3 separate regions of the Sus scrofa genome follow, and all the other regions are linked to region 2. A link is a contact called in public Hi-C and HiChIP or PLAC-seq data. All regions are on one chromosome and are shown on one strand. Each heading gives the region's core, a stretch centred on a gene start, on an enhancer-like site or on the middle of the called end of the contact. The rest is flanking DNA. Distances are from core to core; before and after follow the strand shown.

Region 1 (2,700 bases), core at 131-2,630, 250 kb before region 2:
GTCTAAATAATAAACTAAAAAGTGTAAATAATTAAAAGTATTCTAATTCCCAAACAGAAGTAAACAATCTACAAGATTAAGCCAAGGCCCAAAGGTTGTAACTCCATTTGGATTCGTGTAAATCTTATTATCCATCAGTTCCGTTGTCCCTAATACACACAAGCGCTATTAATTATATATATTTCACCTATGTTATCATATGCTGGGTAATATATATAATAAAGCCATGTCTGGGTTATTTCCAGCATTACCAGTCAAAACTCCTCCTCCCTCCATGGTGAACTTTGCCATCCGAGAACTAAGCTTTGGACCTCACTCCAGAGCATGGAGATCAAAGTAAGAGAATGGTCTTTACACGTGTGAACGATTAGTCCCAGGAGTCAACTGAGACCGCCAGGTCTAAAGAAAAAGCAAACTAGAACCTGGCTGTACACTTGGGGAACAGAAGGCCTGGGCCAACCCCAGCTGACGGACGAGAAACAACCGCGCCGGCTCTACCCCCAGGTCCTTCCCTGAAGAGCCTTCTCACCTGCCTGCCGCCCAGTCTCGCTCGGGGCTCGCGAAGCGGCGGCGGATGCTACCCTGGCCACTGGGGCTGCCCGGGCCGAAGGCTGCACGTGAGGGGCGCGGCCTCCCGGGCCACCGACCGGGGCGGGAGTGGCAACGCCGGCGGCTGCCCCCGGCTCAGGCCGGGCCGCCGCGGCGCTCAGGAAGTAGAAGGGGTTGTAGTAGCCCAGCTGGAGGGGCGGCGGCGCGGCGGTCTGAGGGGCGGCGGCGGCAGCGGCGGCGGCGCCCGAGCTGTAGTTCGGCGCGGGCGGCTGGGGGCTGCAGTAGGCGGGGAAGGCGGCCAGGCCGCTGTGCCAGGTGAGGTAGCCGCAATAAGACTGCCACAGCCACTCGTGCACCTGCCGGGAGTACTCGCGGGCGCTCAGCCGCGCCGGCCTCTCCCGCGGCGCCCCGGCCTCGGGTGCCTCGCAGCCTGCCGGCGCCTGCATTCCCGAGCCGGAGCCCGAGCCCGCCTCCCCGCGATTCCCGGGCTCGCGCGCCGGCTCCGAGGTCTTGGCGGCGGCCGCGAGGCCCGAGGCTGGGGGCCGGCCCGGGGCCTGGGGTTCGGCCTGCGGCCCGTCTCGGGGGCGTGGGGCGGCGGCAGCAGGAAGGCCTCTCAGGGCAGGGACGGGCTCGTGGTCCCCTCCGCCGTCGTCCTGCCCAGGAGGGCGGCCTCGAGCTTCCTCCGGCCCCTCTGCCATCGTCGCCTCAGCAGCACCCTCAGCGGTCCTGTCACTGCGCCGTCTCCTGCCCCGCTTGCCCCTCCCCAACGGCCCCGTAGCCACCGCAGCAGCCGCGAGCGTCAACAATCCACCACCGGAAGCGGAAACCCCCCCTTCCGCGTCGCCGGCGCGGGGCGGGGCAAGGAGGCGGGGCAGGGAAGTGGGCCTTCGTGTTCCCGAGCTGGCTTCGGAGGCTGACACTGGAATTGGGCGTCCTGCGCTTACTAGTTGTAGGTCCAGACTGTCACCGCCAACACCCACGCCCCGTACACCTCTTGCGTTTTTAATTAAGGCCGGAGGCTTCTCTTGATATTCCCACCGGCTGAGGACTGGGGCTGTCCCGGGAGAAACAGCTGATGGAGAAAGGGGGATTTATGAGAAGTCCCAAGGGTGTGTGCCCCCCTTTCTATTACGGAGACGCGATTGTCTTGATCACTAGACACGGGGCTTGTTGCGTATTTCTGTCTGCATTCATTCCATTAGGTAGTTCTCACCCATTTGTACTCAGCAAGGTGATACGAGACAATCCTCTAAGAGAATTAGAAACTAATAACCAAACTAAACAGACGTATCAGGATAGTACGACTCAGCTGCAGCGATCTTCATTGTAATAAGAAAGAGATTATGCTACTTTAAGAGCTAGACTCTGTCTTGATTCTGGAGCTAACTTCTGTTCCTAAAATCCTACTTTCCAGTGCTGCACACACAAGCCTGATACGCCAGCAAAACCGTGCCTTTCCTCAGACCCACGGTCTCGCCCTCTGGCACCTGCCTTTTCCTTTATTTTCTGTTAAGGCAGGGCCCTATCCATATCTCAGGGCTTTGGAATCTGCTCCCACTACCACAGATCAGGCATGGTTTCCTCTTCTTCTGAATTATATATGGTACCTTATGTATTTATATTTTAATATACTTTCCTATGTCCTTAAGTTGGTTAAGTGATAGAAATATGTCTTTGTATCCCCAGTTCCATACAAAAGATCTACAGGGGCTTAGTACTGTGGGTCTATACTGTAGGTCTATTTGTTAAGAGGGATTCCCAGAATCATTATTGACTTTGCTCTAGGAGATAAAAGTAAAAGTCTTAGGAGTTAAGGATTCCGAATGCAGTGGCTTGAATCACTGGGGAAGTGCAGATTCAGTCCCCTGCCTGGCACAGTGGGTTAAGGATCCCGTGATGCCGTAGCTGTGGCTTGGATTCAGTCCCTGGCCCTGGAACTTCCCTATGCCGTGGGTGAAGTAAACAAAAAAGCTTAACCTTAGCCCTTAGGAAGCTAATATAGGGGTTTGGTTTAAAGGGACATTTTCATGAAACACTTGAAGACCTACTTAAGATAATACCAGTGCAATATGAATCCAAAACATGAGAAAGCCCATATAGATAGAAAGGTTATCCTTCCAAATGTGGTTTTACAAATCAACTGTGAGGAAG
Region 2 (2,700 bases), core at 17-2,516:
GTGCTCTCCATCCCCTCCGAGCCCCCGAAGGCAGGCGCCGGCCCTCCCTCCCCCAGCTCCGCCGCGCGCAAACTTTCAGTTCAGCCGGGAGCGAAGGGGCAACAGCGCGCGCGCCCGCGGGGATCCTCGCACAGTCACTCCGAGCCCCCCACTCCAAACTCCGACCCCCTCGGGCCAAGCGCCACTCTGCCCTTTCCCGCCTCCGCGGTCCTCGATTTCCCCGCCAGGCTTTTTGTCGCCCTCTCCACTCCCCCACCCCCACCCCCCGGCCCCGCATCCGCGCAACTTACAAATCCATAGCCCCGGGACTTGCCGGTCTGCCGGTCGGTGATGACCACCGCCTCCTCGATCTCGCCGAAGACCTCGAAGTACTTGCGCAGGCTGGCGTCGGTGGTGTGGTAGGGCAGCCCCCCGACGAAGATCTTGGTGTACGTCGTGTCCTTCTGGGTCGTGTGCATCTTCGCGCCGGCCCCGCGGCTCGGGCTCCGGCTGCGGCTGCGGCTGCGGCTTGGGCAGCGGCTGCGCCTCCTCCTCCGGCTCCGCGTCTCCCGCACCCTTTCGCGGCCTCCGGGGACCAAGGGCGAGCCCGGGGGCGAGGACGGCGGCGCGGCGGGGACGAGCGGCCGGGGGCGGCCGAGGGCGCGGGGCGCGCAGCTGCCGAGGTCGCCAGCAGCCCGGGAGACTTGACTTCGCTCTCTCCTCCCGCCCCCCCTGCCGGTCACAGTACAAATTCTCCCGATCGTCTGGGTTAGGCTGCGGTTCCTTAGGATGTGCAAACGGTTTTCACTCACCCGGCGGGGAGGCCAAAAATGAAAAGGGAGGGTGGTCCTCAAGCCGAGAACTGGGGTGCGTTTAGAGGTAGATTTTTCTTTCCTAGAAATTAGGTAGGTGTCTCGCGCGGGGCGTGGGTAGGGTCGGCTGGGAGAGCGTCCTGGCACGGAGGTGGTTGAGCTGGGGGCGCGGCGGCGGCGGCGGCGGCGGAGCCGGGGGTAGGGGACTCCGCGCGGCTTCGGCTCGGGTTCTGTCCCTCCCGCCGCGGAAGCTGGAAGACAAGTGGCGAGGACAGCTCTCCACCTCTCTGCTCCCTTCCCCCGCGGGCCGGGGGTCGGCGCCCGGCTGGGGAGGGGGCGGGCCGGACTCCTGCGATTGGCCGCGGCCGCACCTGGGGCGCCCGGCGCCGCCGCCCCCCAGCTGTTGGGAACAGCTGCTTCTCTAGCCGCGCGGCGTGGCGCTGGGCGGCCAGACTCCGGCTCTGCAGCCGGCGCTGGGGTAGGGCTGGGGATGGCTGGAGGCGGCCTGGCTCTCGGCGTCGCCGGCCCTAACCGGACAAAGTCCTAGGGACTCAGCGCGGCCCCAGCCGGGACCTGGGACACGGGGACTACGCCCGAATAGGGAGCCACGTCTCTTTCCAAAACGGCCACGCGAGCTCTTTGCGCTCGGCCTCGGTGACACGGCTGACGACCTGGACTGAAGAGCTGGGGGCCCCGAGGCCTGGAGCGGTTCGCTGGGAGGCCAATTCCCTCCGGGCGCGAGGCGCCCACGAGCTCCGCCAAGGACACCGGAGTTGGATACCCTCGCGTCTGGAGAGTGAAAAGGGGGGCCCCCAACCTTCCTTGACCCCAATGAGCTGGTGGTGAGGACAAAACCAGAGAGGCACAGCCAGGAGGGAGAAAATGGTCTGGTCCTCGGGTGTACTGGGGAGAACCATCAGCTTTCTTTGCTCAGGGCTCAGCCAGGCTAAGTTACCGTAGACACCTGTCTATCAGGCACAGCCTTCTATTTCAAAGGACCATAAATTAGCACTTCATCTCACAGTCACCAAATTTGTGTCCTCCCTAACTATTCGGAAAGATTGATGCAGATTTCACATCATAAATTCACCTTTTCCCCCCTAAGCAAAGAATTAACCTATTTCCTACTATTTAAATTACAGGAATGATTAGTGACTTGACCCCAACTGTTTTTATCAAGATGTAGTTGTAAAAGTGTAATTTTTGAAATAGACTTGTTACATAAGCCCTGGTTTCTACCAGCAAACCTTTAAGCATTTGTAGAAAATAAAGACCATGTATATTTATTTTTTCGGATCAGTTTTTTTTTTTTTTTTTTTTTTTTTTTTAAATCAAGAGTTCATTCCATTAGTCTGTAAACTCATGGTCATATTTGAGGTTTGGCTGAAGATGTTTAATGGGAGCAGAATGTTTCACCCTCCACTGTTGGCACTCAGTTTGCTTTTAAGTCATTTCCACCAGAAGTGTCCACTGAAGTCCACACAGTAACTGCCCCTGGGCAGCAACATTTATTCAGTTTAAAGCAGTTCAGTGTTAACCTATTAGAGAGGCACATACTTTTGTTCCTCTCTCCAGGGCACATTTGCAGTCAGCCCAAGAGGATGTGATATATTGCATTTGCAAAAGCTAATGGGAATGCAAATATTCTTGTGCAATATGTTGGATTCTGTTTTTCATCTTGCTGACTTTACATGAGGCTGGCCTTTTGAGGTCATCCATTTCTTTAAGTGTGAACCCCCAGTGGGAGTTATGGAGGACTAAGAAATCAAAAGTTTCTTGAAAAATCTTTTAAAAATCCAATTGAAGAAAAAGATTTTACAGGCTTGACAGCCAGAAAGTGAAATTGTAAACAACACCCTCTCCTCATTGCCGAGTTAAAATACAGGTTGAAAAGGAACTCTTTGTACTG
Region 3 (2,700 bases), core at 147-2,646, 150 kb before region 2:
ATAGCCTCCATCGATGTCTCCATCTGAACTAAAATGTATCTCCAAACAGCAAGTTCTTTTTTCTTTTGGGAAAAGATAAGAGTATCTTTTTAAAAAAAATGTCCTCTCACTCTGCTCCCTTCCTGTGCCACCAGAGTTCATTAACCCAGATTTTATGCCTCAAATCCACCAAAAGTGTCAGGAGTCGGAGCCCATCTTCTTATCAAACTTTTTGTCTTTTAGAGCTGTACCCATGGTATATGGAGGCTCCCAGGCTAGGGCTCGAATTGGAGCTACAGCTGCCAGCCTACGCCAGAGCCACAGCAACATGGGTTATAAGCTGCATCTGCGACTTACACCACAGCTCACGGCGACGCTGGATCTTTAACCCATGGAGTGAGGTCGGGGATTGAACCCACATCCTCATGGATGCTAGTTGGGTTCATTAACCGCTGATCCATGCTGGGAACTCCATCTTCTTATCAAACTTGACATCAGATAATATATCGTTAAGACCACAATGTGTCATGAAAGCAAAGACACATTGACTAGAAAGATCCTTGAAGCTCTTAGAATCTTGTTGAGGGATGGAAAATAGGCACAGAAAATAATGGTGGAATGTTTCTAAAATAACACATAAATAAGTCACTCCTGTTTCAACAGAAACTACTGTAAAGGTGCTAAGAAGTTCAAAGCTATAAAGAGACCACCAGAAGGCAGCCTTAATATGCTCCTTAACAGAGGGTGGGTGGGAACATCTGAATGGTGGTCGTGGTGATAGCCCGAGGGCAGCAAGGCGGAGATGAAGGCAAAGTACAGAAATACATGAATCATGACAAATAACATCACCCAGACAGACCCTATTCTTCCAAAGCATGTCCTCATACAAATGAGATGATAGATGCAGGAATGCCAAGTGCAGGGACTGCTATATAGGAGGGCTCCAATAAATGTTTGGTTAAAAAAAAAAAAAAAAAGCCCCAGGAAATTAATCGAGTTGAGGAAATGAAAGAGGGCTGGAGTATGTAAGGTGAACAGGGTTGAACAAAGATCTGAAATAACTACCTAACCGGCAAATTTATCTAATAAGCCATTCCAGATATAGAAACACTAATCCTCACAGCAGTTAATCTACCAAAATCTGACAAGAACATTCTTTCTCCCTGTTTAGTTTATGAAAAGAAGTGATCATCAAAGAAGTACCTTCTCTAAGTGTCTGCTGCTAGAAACCTAAATTTTCAGCTGCACCGAGGAAAGCAATGGGCTCTACAGAGGGAACAAAGTTTGTGTGTGTTTTCTTCTCTTGATTCATTTGGGAAATGTATCTTCATTAAAAGGAACTGCCATCAGCAAGGTGCTCTCTTGTTCAGTTTCAGAGGGCGGCTGGAAGATGTGAAGTGCTGGATCTGGGTCTTTATTATTCTGGCAATGTGGACTTGTCCACGTTCAAAATTTATGTTTTAAAATCTCTGGGAGGCATAGTGCATTTCAGTTAGGATATACGGCAGTTTGTCTTCTCCTAAAAACAATTACCTAACATTTCTTCTGGATTACTTGTCATTTTAGTACGTAGGGAAGTGTCTGCATTTTCAATTAAGAGCTAAGTGTACAGATTAAAGTACTGCAAGGCGAAGCTTAAATCTAGCTCTCACTAGTTGCTGCACATAAACACTAATATCAAATGATGGTTTTGTCATGTGATCTGTCCTGCAGCACATACAAATATAGAACATGACCATAAAAAGTAACAGACCATGCCCTCTGCTAAGAAATTTATGACAGCGGATCCAGACTGGAATGCCAGCTGGAATTACCTTCTCCCCGTCTGCTATTTTCGCATATACAGCTTTGTACAGATGACAGAAGCTATGCCTTGCAAAGAGGACTCAAGCGAAGGCTGCTGAAATGATGAACAAGAAGCAAATCCGAAGGTCGAAATACGTTTGGCTTTGAAAAAGATTTGTTGAATGACTCAATGACCTCTTTTGAAATTAATTTTTGAATCAGGCCCATAAGAGAAAAACTTGTAACTCTCCCAATTTTTGAACATCAGATCTATGGGGTCTAGCAAGCAAATATTAATCTTCGCAGTGTAGAATGAGAAATAGCTGAAAATTATTTTATTAAAAATACAATGTGATTCCCAACACTGAACTAAACAGAGTAGGAAACATTTCCTCATATCTGTGGTGCTTACCTTTATGTAGAATTTGCCATCAAGGCAGTCTGGAACTGTAACAAACTTAGTATGAAATTGTTGATAAAACAAAGGATATCATCCTTCTTTATTAATCTTTACCCTCTCAGATAATCCCCTAAATCCCTTGTGTGTGATAACTACCTCACTTCCTTTGGGCAGCCACTCATTATCTAATTCATGTCTTACACAAAGAGAAATGAGCTAATGTGCTTTATCAGATTAAAAAAAAAAAAGTCACCATGAGTGATGTCCAACAGGACAGGATCTTAGCAAATCCCTTCTGCCTCCATAGGCCTGGGTTTCTAAATACCTATAAAGCTACTAACCCACGGTCACAGCTCACAGGCTCATTCACAGCTTTATGTTGCTAAAGCAAACAGTCTGGGCAGAAGAATGACAGAATTACCCTCCTTTTTGATTATCCTCCTCTCTGCATCCTGATAAACTCGTGATTAGCTTTCCTGTTGGGATTCAGCCCTGACTGGGTAGCTTCAGGCTGTCAACTCGAGCAGACCCTGATG

The links. Hi-C and Micro-C count contacts between places; a contact is called where the count stands out from the background. HiChIP or PLAC-seq counts read pairs in DNA pulled down with a chosen protein or histone mark.
Region 1: an H3K27ac HiChIP or PLAC-seq map of skeletal muscle shows a contact between it and region 2. The contact joins the promoter of FAM8A1 here to the promoter of RBM24 in region 2. A contact is called at or near these places in 1 of 47 Hi-C or Micro-C datasets (embryonic fibroblasts) and 1 of 2 datasets of contacts at active chromatin or transcription factors (skeletal muscle).
Region 3: a Hi-C map of skeletal muscle shows a contact between it and region 2, with 2.7 times the contacts expected there. The contact joins the enhancer-like site here to the promoter of RBM24 in region 2. A contact is called at or near these places in 5 of 47 Hi-C or Micro-C datasets (embryonic fibroblasts, heart right ventricle, psoas muscle and 1 more) and 1 of 2 datasets of contacts at active chromatin or transcription factors (skeletal muscle).

The regions. Positions count from the first base shown.
Region 1 is chr7:13,376,809-13,379,508 of Sscrofa11.1, reverse strand. FAM8A1 (protein FAM8A1) reads right to left here and starts at 1,380. Exons shown (of 4, transcript XM_021100215.1): 1 at 530-1,380. The coding sequence starts at 1,247.
Region 2 is chr7:13,125,084-13,127,783 of Sscrofa11.1, reverse strand. RBM24 (RNA-binding protein 24) reads right to left here and starts at 1,266. Exons shown (of 4, transcript XM_001925447.6): 1 at 291-1,266. The coding sequence starts at 458. LOC110261788 (a long non-coding RNA gene) reads left to right here and starts at 1,236. Exons shown (of 3, transcript XR_002346330.1): 1 at 1,236-2,700.
Region 3 is chr7:13,272,882-13,275,581 of Sscrofa11.1, reverse strand. The region is part of intron 4 of CAP2 (adenylyl cyclase-associated protein 2); the gene reads right to left. Among named protein-coding and RNA genes, the nearest start is that of CAP2, 63 kb to the right of the region's middle. Within about 2 kb of position 1,396, at least 8 of the 83 cell types and tissues checked have an H3K27ac peak or open chromatin away from gene starts, as enhancers often do. A contact at or near this core is called in skeletal muscle, where this site is marked.